2 separate regions of the Mus musculus genome follow, and region 1 is linked to region 2. A link is a contact called in public HiChIP or PLAC-seq data. All regions are on one chromosome and are shown on one strand. Each heading gives the region's core, a stretch centred on a gene start, on an enhancer-like site or on the middle of the called end of the contact. The rest is flanking DNA. Distances are from core to core; before and after follow the strand shown. Region 1 holds the start of Marchf7 (membrane associated ring-CH-type finger 7). Region 2 holds the start of LOC115489517 (a long non-coding RNA gene).

Region 1 (6,876 bases), core at 1,369-3,868, 610 kb before region 2:
AAATCTCAGTCTACTGTCAAATTATAAAGCAATTTTACCATTTATACTCAGTTCTTTTGGATTCAATCTCAGCAACTTTACTAATAATTTTTGTAAAAACAAAACAAAAAAATAGATAAATGGATTAACGCAAACAGAATTCTCCTTTCGTGATCTAAGAACTTTAGTAGGAACTTGTTCCTTTTTAGGTTGTGATCTAATTTGGCCCATTGCTGATCTACAGTCTACCAGCTCATGACTTAATTTGTTGCTTAAAGGTATAGCTTGATACAAGCTTATACACTCTAAGTATTGCCAGGTATTTTACAGACACACAGAAGAATGTGTCAACAAAGATAAAGATAGTTTTACTTGGGTACAACAGCTCTTTCTCCACCCCATGGCACAGGGCACTAAACTTTCTAATTTATTAATCCAAGTCTTCACTGCTAAGCTCTAACTTTCCTTCATTACCTTTCCACTGCGGAAAGCCCTGTCACCTCCCAAAACAGCACATCATCACAGCAGGTCCTAGCCAAGCCTCAGTTTAGCTCAAGCACTCTACAGTTGTCCAAGCGTGTGCCCTCTTTCCACCCCACAGTCTGTCCGTACAGTATTTACAGTAAGGAAGGCAGTAAGGTGCATGTTTACGCGTTGGTCTGATGACTAAACTGTGAGTTGTTGGAAGATGTTGCGTCAAGCTCATTCCTGCAAAGGGAAGTTCTAACCTGGTAACCAAACAATGCTTACACTACTTGATAAATTTTCCACTCGACCATTACTTTCCTAAAATATATTAAAACGTGGATATAACAGATGACAGGTGTGTGAGAGATGGATATGGAATAACATTTGACTGCATAAAGGCTACAGATGGCTCACATTCAAGTTGATTATCCAAAACCTTCATGTAGAACACAGAAAAATCTGTGAAGTTATATGAGAAAACAACCTTCCTTATTCAAGACACCTGACCTGGGTTGAGGGGTCTTGAATATAGCTCAGAGAGCAAATGCTTAGCATGCCCGAGACCCTACACTGTGTAAGACAATCTGACCCATCATGTAACTGAAAATAAGGTAATGGGGGGTACTGAATTGCATTATATACATATATGAAACTGTCAAATAATGAAAAAAAAATCTTCGGGTATGAGAGAAAGAGGAGGGCGTGAAGGAGGGAGGTGGATGGTGTACCAAACATCTAGGGCAAAACTAGAAGTGTGTGGTGGTGTTGATCTGGTGGCACAGCAATCCCGGAGCTCAGAAGGCTTAAGCAAGAGTATCTTACCTTAGAGGTGGGTCTGGATAACATCATGAGTTCAGTGCCAGCGGGAAACACAAGGTAAGAGCCCTCTAATCAACCCATAAAAACATGAAGCTATAGGGACACAACTCACAAAGTCCAAGTTTCGTTCTGACCAGAATGCTTGATGATAAAACTTGGTGGTAAATTCCTTCTGTTTGAAGTCATTAAAAATCCACAGTACAAGTATTATGCCCTGTAGTGTGCCTGCTCTGCTGACTGCTTCACACACTATCTCCTTAAAAAAGGCATCCCAGGAGTCGGGGGTGGAGGGGACTCATCTCAACTAGGAGATCTTAAGAGGTAAAATAACTATGGTCATGGCGATGCCAGAGTTTCTGGTTCCATTGCGACTGCCTCAGCACAACTGCTGCTTCTCTCACTCACACACACACACAAAAGCTCCTCAAAAGGAAATACTGACCCCATTTCGGGTTATCTTGTGAGACTACATAGGATCTACCTTTTTTAGTGAGAGTACTATTGTTTGTCAATCAGGACGGTATCTCGGTACTCACCCCTACGTTCTGGATACAAACGGGGGAGGGGGGGTGGGACTTAAAAAATAAGGACACTGAAGACAATAAAAACACACACACACAAACTACAGAATGGCGTGTGACCCGGACCCGCTCTTTAAACTGTTTTCACACTGATCGTGACGTCATGTTTATGACCCACACGGATTTCCACCCCCATATACCAACACGTACTTTTGTAGGGGGGTGGAGAAGGAGGGTGTTCACTGTAGTGGTTTCGGGGTGTGTGTGTGTGTGTGTGCGTGCGCGCTCTTCACTACGCAGTTTCTCCAAGGTGAGGGTGCATTTTACTACTCACACCTTGCGTGTCTAGAGTCGGCCCCTTACACCCGTGTCTCGCCCCGGGTCAGGAGAGCCAGCCTTCCTGCCTCACATGCCCGTGTCACGCCACTCCCGGTGCGGGGCCACCGAGAGGCCTACCTCCCTCCACCTACTCCGAGGGGACTGGGGGAAACCGACCGAAATCCCGGGTGAGCCGACCCCGCACTACGGCCGCCCGGCGCCGCAGGTCGTCGCGGGTCCCCGAGGGACGCGCACCATCTGCCCGCCCGCCCGCCCGCCCTGCCCCCGGGGTCCCGGGTGGGGGTGGGGGTGGCTCGCACTCCAGCGCTCCCCTCCCCCCCACGCCGCCGCCGCCGCTCTTTACCCTCTTCCACCGAGCACTCCGCTGCAGGGAGTGTCGCGCTCGCCGCAGCCACACCGCCGCCGCCTTCCTCGCTGGGCTCGGCTCGGCTCTCGGGCTACCGGCAGAGAAGTCGGCGACGAAGCACAATGGCGGCCGCCCCTCCGGATGCGCCGCAGAAGTGGCCGCCGCCGTTGGCAGCCCCGCCCTTCCTCCTCCCCCGCCCCCTGCGCGCTCGCTCGCCCGCTTCTCGCGAGAGCCGCGGCGGCGGCGGCGCTGGCGGCGCTGCGGGGGAGCCGGGAGCTGCGGGCGGGCTAGACGTGCCCCGCCGCGGGGTGGTGCTCTGACTGCGGCAGCCGTTGAGGGCCGCCTCGGGGGAAGCTGCGAGGCGCCACGGTAAGCGGCCGCAGACGGTCGGCGACGTGCGGGCGTGCGGGCGCCCGGAGCGGCGCGGCGCGGGAGGCCGGGCGGGCCGGTCGCCGCCCGCAGTGCGAGGGGCTTCGGCGCCCGCCTGGCTCCCGCGCCCGCCGCGGGCCCCTACCAGGCCCGCCGCTCCGGGTCCCGCCCGGCTGGTTGCGGGGGTGGATTTTGTTTTCTCTGCGCTCGGCAAGTGGCGCAGGGACTGTTTACGGAATGGAGTCCGACGCTGCCTTTCCCCCACCTCCCCTCGAGCCTCCCCGGCGCGTCCTCCCTGCCCAACCTTGTAGGATTTGACAGCTCTCCCTCCACCTACTACAGCCTTCCGATTGATTCCTACACCCTGCTGCTGGCAGTTTCCCTGGAGTAAATAAGTTGTAGCGACGGGGTATTTGGACGATCACTTCGGAATCTTAAAAAAAAAAAAAAAAAATCGGGCTTTTTAAGCTCTGAGAGCGCAGCTACAGGTTTTGCAGCAGACATTCACTTATTTAGAAAGAGCGAGGGAATCTGTGACGTAGTCTGAGGAATACGAGAAGAAACTTTCAGAAACCACGGTGAATGTGGTTAAACTAAGATGTAAATGAGGACTAAGAAATGCAAGAGAGTATGGGAAAAGCCACAAATTATGTGGCGTTTCAATGATGGACCAAACGCAAGTTGTTTAACGGTAAGTTCTTACTAAAACTTGGAAGCACAGGGAGGGCACTTGGGTTTTTAAGTGACCTATTTGATTTAAGGGTGTTTGTTTCAAAGAATAACTTGGATCTACATAATTCCACTAAGTGACTAAGTGAAATGCTACATATATATATATATATATATATATATATATATATATATACACATATGTATATATACATATATACAGTCAGTAATCATCTCTCATTTTTCTTCACTCATCACTAATAAATTTCGTACAAACTTAAGGGTTTTGGGTTGTTTTTTTTTTTAATTTTGTTAAAGTTGACACCCAGGTGTCATCCTTTTAGGGCATGTAGTAGACAAAGTGTCTGGTAAAGGATAAAATTAAGTACAGATTACTTTTGAGGAGATGTAATTTGTCCTTTTAAGAGAAATAATTGTTCCATTCTGTTTGGCCGTGTAACACCCTTAAGAATCAGAATTCATGGGTTCATATCTCAGCACTTTGTCTGATTACCTTTGTCTTCAGCAGTTCTTTAATGTTGCCAAGAATTCCTTAACCCAGGCTTCTTCCTGTGGGTTAGGGAACCCTAATCCGCCATGCTCCCCAAACTTCATGGTGGTGTTGAAGGGATTAAATGAGGGGATCTGTCAGTTCTTAGAACATAGCAAGCGTTCCATAATTGTTAACAGTTACGTTATGTGTCTAAGCCACCATTCGGCCTTTCTGGAACTGAACCTTGTGGAGACCCCTTGAACATCTTTCCCAGTTTATTTTGTGTTAAGAGGATCGACTGCACCATTTTCCTGAGCTATAGTAGACAAACGTAGTTAGTGGGAACTTCTCTACAGAACCCCTGACAAGGACAGTGCAGGTGTTGGCCGGTTATGGTTTCGTCTCCTCTCAGTGCTGAGGATTCTGTGAGAGGTGAGTGTGGTGCCAGCTTCCTCTGTGTGTGTGTGTGTGTGTGTGTGTGTGTGTGTGTGTACGTGTGTGTATACGTGGAGGGGTGCTGGCCACTAGAGCCTGTGTGAAGGTCGGGGGCAGCTTGTGGGAATGGGTTCTCTCCTGCCATGGATTCCTGGGACTCAGACTCGGGCCAGCAGGCTTTGCAGCAGGCTCCTTTAGGTGTTGAGCCACCTCACGGGCTCTGGATTCTAATTCTTAGTTAATGCTAGGTAATAGCTATAAAACACGGACATGTGCTTATCCTTTGAGAACAGTTAGGGGAGTGTGTGTGTGAGAGAGAGAGAGAGGGTGGGGGCAGAGATTGAGATTGATTTACTCTCTGCTGTGAATTTTTAAGTAATTTATCATTGTCAATAAATAATTATTGAAATTTTGTTGTGCTAAAGACATTTTATGCTTTACTAGGAATTATGGATATAATCTAGGTAAGATAGTGACTATTGTTTCCAAAACAATAATCGGAGCAAAGGATTTGATAGCAAGCATCTGAAATCAGAATTCCTCTAAACAAACTAGACACCGTCCCTTTGGTTTGCAGCACTCTCTCTTAGCCCTTTGATGATCTGTCCGTACAGCTGTGGTTCCTTTCTGACTTCAAGGGTCTCTGTTGACCTCTTGCCAACACCGTTTCATTAATTTCCACTTCTTTACTTCCTTCCCTAAGACACTGTCTTAGTGGCCTTTATTCTCTTCATCCCTCTGCCTTATGAACTTGTCTGTCATCTGGCCGGGTTCATCCTGCCCTGATTCTTGGGTTTAAGCACTGTTGTTATTGTTGTTTAATCTGCCTGAGTACTTAGAGTTCTCGTTCAGATTTCAAATTACCTGTTTGCTCTTTCCACCTTTATACCATATAACCTCCTTAGGAGCTCCTCTATGCATTCTTTACTATTGAGAAGATAGGGTGATGTTAGCTTTTTGCAAATTGATCATTTTCAATTATAGGTTATCTTAATCTTCTGACAAACAGGTTTCTCCACGCTGAGACAAGTATTTACAGAACCTTTTTGGGATACCAATTTCTTCTGAGATGAAAATCTTATTAATCCCTAGGCTAAAGAAGTGAATCTGGGGTCATCAACTAACTTGACAATCTACTATTTAAATTTATAGGTAGCGCCTGGCATGGTGGCGCACACCTGTAATCCCAGCACTCGAACTCAGGAGACGGAGGCAGGAGGATCACAAGTTCAAGGCCAGCCTGGGCTACAGAGTTCCAAGCCAGCCTGGACTATGAGACTCTGACTCAAATAAACAAAAACTAATAAAAATAAACGTATAGGTAGGTCCCGTTTTTCTAGATTAAGAGTCCCTATTTGTAATAAATGTTACATGAAAGTCCTGTGCTGTACATTTTGATAAAAAGAATTCCTTTTGTGCCAAACATTGTAACCCTTGTATTTAATGGTCTCCTAAATTTTTAATTTTCCTCAACAATTTTTGTTGAAAAAGTGCAAAATTTAATAAATGAATATCTAAAAACATTCCTTTAATTGACTTCTGCTTTTTTTGGCAGCAAAAAGTTTGCTCTCCAAAGGTAGCCTTGAAAGTATAAGAACACGTGAAATGAAACCAGCCTGCCACCCTGAGAAACTGCTCTCACGCTGCACCTTCAGCATAGGTCTCATTTTCAGAGACTGCAGTCACTCACAGCTCTTCCAGACTCTGTCCTAGCCAAGATGACTTCCAATCCATGGGGCACAGGTTCCTTTTACACTGCTTAAAACCTAGGGTGTGGGGCTGGAGAGCTGGCTCAGAGGGTAAGAGCGCTTGGAGTTCCCAACATCCAGTGTCTCACAAGTGCCTGTACCTCCAGCTGCAAAGCAGCCGATTCCCTTTTCAAGCCTTCGAGGGCACTGCATTGATTTGCACAAGCCATCATACTGATACACACATACACATCTAATTAAAAAGTTAAATCTTAAAAAATTAAAATGTGTTTAGTGAAAGCATCCATCTCTTATTATTGACACAACTCGGGTTTGTGGAGGTTGGGCTGAATCTCCCCCACCAGCTGTTACTGTAAATACTTTCAATGAGGCAGTCATGCCCATTAGTTTATGTATTGTCTATGTATTAGTCAAGGTTCTCCAGAGAAGCACGGGCAGTCGTATACCACACATTATCTGTCACTTAACAGGAGATTTACTTTAAGGGTTGGTTAATACGATTGTCGTGGGTGGCTGACAAGTTTGAAATTTATAAGGCAGGCTGGCACGTAGATTCAGGAGTCTTTGACAGTCTTGAGGGAGAATTTCCTCTTTCCTGGGCATCCTCAGTCCTTTTGAGGCTGATTGGATGAGGCTCATCTACATCGTTGAGAGTAATCGCCTTCACATACAGTTAGCAGGCTGTAGATGTGATCCACAAACACAAACCTCCTGCACAGCATCTACCAG
Region 2 (6,680 bases), core at 2,304-4,803:
AGACCTACCTGACTGGGCTTCCCAAGAGCTGAGATTAAAGGTGAATACCACCATGTCCAGCCTGGCACCTCAGTTTTTGATGGTATACAATAGGAAGATAGCAGTAAATTGTTCCCAGTTTTATTGCAAAAAGGCTCTTACAGTCCCTTGGAAGATAGTTCTAGCTGTTTACCTGCTCTACCTGTCCTTGTCTGGAACAGAAATAGCATGTTTCTTTTGTTTGCAGGGGTTGTGTGCCCAGGTCAAAAGCACTGCCCCCTTATGCAAAACGAAAGCAAAAAGCATGCCTTTGATCCCAGCACAAAAGAAGCTGAGGCTGGAGGAGCCCTGCGATTGAGTTCTAGGTCACAGGGTCTAAAAAATAAAACCTTATCTCAAACAAACAAACAAACAAACAAAGGACCCCCCTCCCCCCACCTCCTACCCCCGGCTTCCTTACAGGCATAGCGTCCAGTGGCTCCACAGTGAGAGGTTTCCAGGAAAGCAGTAGACTCTGACAGAAAAGGAACACAGAAAGGCCCCTTGTTCTCCTTCACAGTGAACTGCCCACCTCCAGACATCTGTTATTTTTAAGACTGAGTCAATAGCTAGTCCAAGCTGGCCTAGAACTCTGTATCCTGCCACCCCTTCCCAGGTCCTGGGATGACATGCGCGCTGTACCACACCAGGATCCCAGACTTCTTACCTAAGGAAAAGGGACCCCACCCGGCTATGCTTTTATCCCCAGCTTCTGTCATCTGCAGTCCAACGCAGTCCTGAGCTGAATGCTCACCACATCCCTGCAGGAAACATACCTGGAAAAGATTGCCTTTTATTTTTTCTAAAAAGTCCCTTTAATAACATCATGATCTCATGAGGTAATGGCATCAACTGTCTTAACAGTGCGCAAAGAGGTTCCTAGTTACTGTTTTGAAATTTAGTTATAGCAAAGTCTGCAGGAAACTTGTCAATTATTAACTGGGACTGGCAAACATTTTCATTATTCTTAGACATCGGCTGTAAACATTAATTGAAAAGGATCGAGGCACGAGCCATGAGTGGTGGTGGAACACGCCTATACACCCACCCCTTGAGATGAAAGTAGGACGAAGAGTTCAAGGCTAGCCTCAGCTACAAAGTGAATTCAAGGCCAGCCTGGGCTACATGAGACTCTGTCTCAAAACCCCACTTCTACCTTTCTGCCCTACAAGGAAGAAGAAATGGAATTCAGTATACAGGGCGAAGGAAATAAGGCATTTAAATATTTTAGCTAATTCGATCTTTATTTTGCAAGTTATACTTTATTTACAAAAATGCAATGATCATTTCCAAGAGATACTTTATTTTTTTTAATCTACAAACATATTGAGTTAGTGTCTCTGGTATTCAGACTGGTGAGATAGCTCAGCGGGTAAGAGCAATGACTGCTCTTCCAAAGGTCCTGAGTTCAAATCCCAGCAACCACATGGTGGCTCCCAACTATACATAATGATGCCTCTGAAGAGATGGAGCAGGGACTGAGCAAGTGGGACCGACTGGAGCAAGCAGGGTTAACCAGAATGAGCAGAGGTCCTAAAAAAGTCAATTCCCAACAACCAACCATATGAAGGCTCACAACCATCTGTACAGCTACAGTGTAGCCATATACATAAAATAAATACATAAATCTTTTTTTAAAAGAATTTTTTTTTTTTTTTTTGGTTTTTTGAGACAGGGTTTCTCTGTGTAGCCCTGGCTGTCCTGGAACTCACTCTGTAGACCAGGCTGGCCTCGAACTCAGAAATCCGCCTGCCTCTGCCTCCCAAGTGCTAGGATTAAAGGCGTGAGCCACCACGCCCAGCAAAATATTTTTTTTTATATTTATTTATTTTATATCTGTGACTACACTGTTTCTGTCTACAGACACCCTGAAGAGGGCCTTAGACCCCATTATAGATGGTTGTGAGCCATCATGCATCCAGCATCCATGTGATTGCTGGAGATTGAACTCAGGACCTCTGAAAGAGCAGTCAGTGCTCTTAACCTCTGAGCTATCTCTCCAGGCCCCAGCAGTATTTTAATAAATTAAAAAGTAAGACAAGAAATGAGAGTGGGGAAGACATGTCCTCATCTCTCCCAAGAGTAAAACCAAAGTCCAAAACAAACAAACAAACAAACAAACAAAACAAAACAAAACCCCTAGGTGGTTTCTCACTGCTTTCCTGAGGATTAGTCTAAGATACAGGAAGCCATTTACTCTCCTATCTCAACTTTCTGAAAGGTGGCTGGAGGGAAAGCGTCTAGCTCCCTTACCAGAGAAGTGTAGTCAAGCTTCAGTTGGAAATACGGCTTCTTTGTCTTAGCGGAGGGAAGGCAGAGGCCCTACCAGACACCCCTGCAGCTGCTAACTGCTTCTCTCGCTGGCTTTTACACCGGGATCTTCAGCAAGAAAAAACAAACAAACAAACAAACAAAAACAAGGCACCGTAATTACTCTGAAAGAAAAGCGCCCAAGTCTCTGTGGCTGGAGATGAAATTGTTTCTTGCTCATTCCCCTGGTGCCTTGTGCAGAACTAGGAACCCGAGCTGTGGAGGCCATCTCCATCTTGCCTGTTACAGGGCTAAGGAGAAATGGTTGGTGTCTTAAGGGCTCTGGCAGCGTAAGTATATATTGCTTTTGTTATCTTCGGATTAGCAGGACCCAGCTCCATGGTGCCAGCAAGCAAAACTGGGCCATGAAGTGAAATCCTCTTATTGGCGGAAAGGGGGCGCCAGAGGGAGTGAGCGAGTGACCCTAAGGACTATCCTGTGCCGAGGTATGTCCTAGCATCTGTATTCCCTCATTCTCTAAACAGATTCCAGCACTATTTAGCTTCTGTTCCCAGATGAGCGGGCCACACAATTTGAAAGGACTCCTCTCTAATATGAAAATTGGTTTCACTTTCTTTGGATTTCCTAACTACTTAGGATTTCCCATGATTCCCCTGGTCTCCTAGTGTAATTTGTTCAATTGCCCACAACCTTGGGAGTAGGGTAGAGTAAAGGAATGACAAGTGGAGAAAGTGGGCTTATTAAATAAGAAATCCATGTTGGGAGTGGTGGTGCATGCTTGCAATTCCTGCACTTGGGAGATACAGGCAGATGAATCACGGGTTCAAGGCAAGCCACAAGCTACATAGTGAGTCCCAGGCTAACCTGGGATATGGGAGACCCTGTATCAAATTAAGAATAAACAAACAAATAAGATGACAGAAAGATAGATAGATAGATAGATAGATAGATAGATAGATAGATAGATAGATAGATAGATAGATTAAACCGACCTGGCCAAGGATCTAAAGCTAATCACAAAAGCAAAAACAAAACAAAACAAAACAAAACAAAAAACAAACTAAGACAGGGATTTGGAGAAAGGCATGCTAGAGGTGCCAAGTGGGTCACTCAGACAGTGCCCTGAAATGGAGAGGCCACATTGTTCTATTTCTGTTCCTCAAAAGCCTTGAGTGATCACTTCCAAAGTCTCCCATTACCCAGGACGGTGGCCAGTTTCATGAAAGAGCTCTCTTGGCTGTGACCCGGTTTTCACCGTCCATTCCTAAGCAGCGTTTGCAGTTTTAAGGAGTTCACTTAAAGTGTTCCGTATGTGTTTTTAATCATTGCTCTGAGTGTCGAAACTCTGAAGGGAACCAGTGTTTTGAAGAGAAATGTTCACTGGAGCACGTCAGGGACCAAGTCTCTCTAGAGGTCTCAGGCAGAGAGCATGGCTGAGAACCATTGACCTGCTTCTGCAAGAGATATAATCGTGACTAAGAAAAAGAATGAACCCTTAAGCTTATAAAATGGGGTTTCCACCATGACTTACAACAAGCAGTACACACAGTCAAACAGTTGTGTTCACTAACGTTGGGTGTTCAGCTAGCGTTCGAAATGTTGCTATAACTAGAGTTGGCATCCACTAAGTATATTCTAAGACAAATTAGAAGTCTGATTTCTAAATTAGAAAAGCTACTTTGAAAGAAAATCATACCTAAAGATTCTTACAGTGTTACGCTACGTGCAGAGGGGACCGTGCAGACTTCTACTGAGTTATTGGTGCCAGGTATACACACAGCAGCGTCTACCTGCCAACAGCACTGCATTTGGTATGTTAGTGTGGTGCCCTACCTCATATCTGATTAACTCTAATTTAGCAATATTTGTGTGAGTTATAAGTTATTATTTTTCCACAGCTTTTCAATCTTTCCAATATAGTGTGTGTGTGTATGTGTGTGTGTGTGTGTGTGTGTGTGTGTGTGTGCTTGGCATTGTATTGAAAGCCTCAAGCATGGAGACACATATTACCCCCAGAGTCTCTGATAAAATATATTTTAGAACCAAAAAAGAATACTTAAAGTGAATTCAGGCATTTCCATTTATATAGTTTTGAATCATTGTAGACATTTTTAAGATGAAAAAGTCACTGTTGAAGATGAATATTGAAAACCAAAAAAAAAAAAAATGTCAAAGACTCTGATAATGCTCTTAAAATAACCAATAATCACTTGGGCACAGAGGTCAAAACTCAGTTTTTAGAGGAATGTCCTAGAGCTGAGGATCCAACTCTACCTGTTGTAGCTAAAATTTAAGTCATCTGAAAACACAGAGGCAGGAGAAGGAAGGGGTAGTCTGAACTCAATAACCTCTTGTATTTAGAAGAAGAAACCAAAGAAGTAGTTCCAGTTGATCCATTGTTTCCTGCTTCTTCATCTCTGGGAAGGTTAAGGTGACAGTCCATTCTAAACACATGTCCATTTGCATTAGCAGCTTTTCCTATGGGAGACTTAAGTGCATATTTGGAGCATTCCAACTGGAGAAACAACAAGGAAGACATCAGAGGGACAAATAAATCCACACAAGCATGGCACTTTCTGAACCAGCTTATCCCAAATCTATCTCACCCCAGTTGCCCACAAACAGCCAATAGCTGAAAGCCTGGTGTTCAGTCAAAGTGGAGTGGCTTCTGGGAAACTTCTAGTGCCATTTAATGTCAGCAAAGGGGTGTGGGGAATGATGGGAGACCTGTTTGACTAACAGGTTGTAAGTGTGTGAAATGGGTGTCGGGTTCCTGTCTGAACACCAGTAAGCCTGGATTGGCACTACTTGGGTGGTTAGCTGGAGTGACCATGACTGGACTGGCTTCCAGCGCTTGGGCTGATGACGCAATTCCAGAAGAATAATTACTTCGGCTTTTCAGACAACTGGTCTCCGTCTAGATTCCTTTGTGTTAGCCCAGCATTCTGTTCTTAATGACCTCTCCCCCTCCCCTTTATGCACCCTCCTCCCCTGATGGCATCACTACATGCAGAAGACTGCAGATGCTTCATTTATATACCGGGCAAGATTAATATTTACTTCAAATGAAATCTGCCTGGTGCATAAAACCCATCTAACAGTGCATACAACACCCAGAGAAGTCTGGGGCTTTCAGCTTTGGTGAAAGCTGAAGAATGTTTGGTAAGTGGGGGCAGGGAGAAGTGACGGGAATGATTGCTACAGGATGCAGACATCAGCCCCTGGAACCATTAGCTCAACAGGAATTAGCTGTAACTATGAGTAGAGGACGTTGTTAAGCCAATGGCAGTTTTCTAGAAAACCCTTACTATACACCCTACCTAGATTGATTTGCCCAAGCTGTACAAAGGAGAGAAAGCAAATGGTTAAAATGGAGGACGCGATGTGAGGAGAAGACAAATACTCAACAGTGTTCTAATGGGCACAACCCAGAGGACAGCTACGGAGGCCAGGAGAAAGCAATTTCAATTAGCATCGTGACTAGTGCTGTTGCCACTGAGCAGAGCCACCAGATGAATGACTGACTCTCTAAAGGGGGGCATAAAAGCCAAAAGGGGTTCTTTGTCCTTTGTGAACATAAACGCAAACGTTTGTGCAACAGAGAGAAATGCCCTTCTGTGGTTTCCTCCTCTTTAAGTCAGGGATGGCTGAGTAATATCCAGCCAGAAAAACATAATAGTGATTGATGACTGGCAATATATCATGTTTTATATCGCTGGGAACAGACACATATTTTTGGCCTATTCTCTACATATGCAGTCTCCATGATGAGTGGGTTTTTTTCCCTCATTCCCCACTCTGTCTATCCCTCTTTCCCTGTTCTCTCTCTGTCTCTCTGTCTCTCTCTCTTTCTGTCTGTCTGTCTCTCTCTTATTCTTTGCTTTTGTTTTTTTTGTTTTGTTTTTCTTTTTCAAGACAGAGACTCACTGCACAAACAAGGCTGGGCTTGTGACCTCCTGTCCTTATCTCTGAATATTGGGGTTATAGGCCCACACTCCCACACGTGGCTCAAAACTGTCTCACAAATGTTTAAGAACTATTTATTAGTCTTTCTGGGTTCTTGCAAATGATCAGTTAATACTTTTTCTTAAAGCTCAACTTCCCATCTTTCTAAGATTAGTTATCAGCATGTGTATGTGTGCACATGCTTGAATGTATATGTGGGTGCATGTACCCATGTGTGCACCTGCATGTGGAAGTCAGAAGTTAATATCAAGTTATTTCCCTGAACTTGAACTGTGTGGATTTGGCTACCCTAGGTAGTGTGGATAGTTCTCTTGCTCCTGGGATTCCCTTCTCTTTGCCTCTGGCTCAGGGATGACAGACCACCATGTCCTGGCCACCAGGTCCAGGTTTATGTGACTTTGGGTGCTCATGCTTCCACTGAAAGT

What was found. HiChIP or PLAC-seq counts read pairs in DNA pulled down with a chosen protein or histone mark.
Region 1: a contact with region 2 is called in an H3K4me3 HiChIP or PLAC-seq map of the 230-238 cell line, with 10 times the contacts expected there. The contact joins the promoter of Marchf7 here to the enhancer-like site in region 2. A contact is called at or near these places in 3 of 39 promoter capture datasets (the C10 cell line, embryonic stem cells and pre-B cells), 1 of 484 Hi-C or Micro-C datasets (olfactory sensory neurons), 10 of 115 datasets of contacts at active chromatin or transcription factors (the 230-238 cell line, the NIH/3T3 cell line, astrocytes and 5 more) and 3 of 9 other capture datasets (embryonic tail, embryonic trunk and liver).

What each region holds. Positions count from the first base shown.
Region 1 is chr2:60,205,678-60,212,553 of GRCm38.p6, reverse strand. It overlaps Marchf7 (membrane associated ring-CH-type finger 7), which reads right to left and starts at 2,618. Exons shown (of 10, transcript NM_020575.2): 1 at 2,470-2,618. It also overlaps a transcript of Baz2b not described here.
Region 2 is chr2:59,592,789-59,599,468 of GRCm38.p6, reverse strand. LOC115489517 (a long non-coding RNA gene) reads right to left here and starts at 888. Exons shown (of 5, transcript XR_003954038.1): 1 at 795-888; 2 at 440-560. RefSeq lists an enhancer at 1-1,533. Within about 2 kb of position 3,553, at least 10 of the 459 cell types and tissues checked have an H3K27ac peak or open chromatin away from gene starts, as enhancers often do.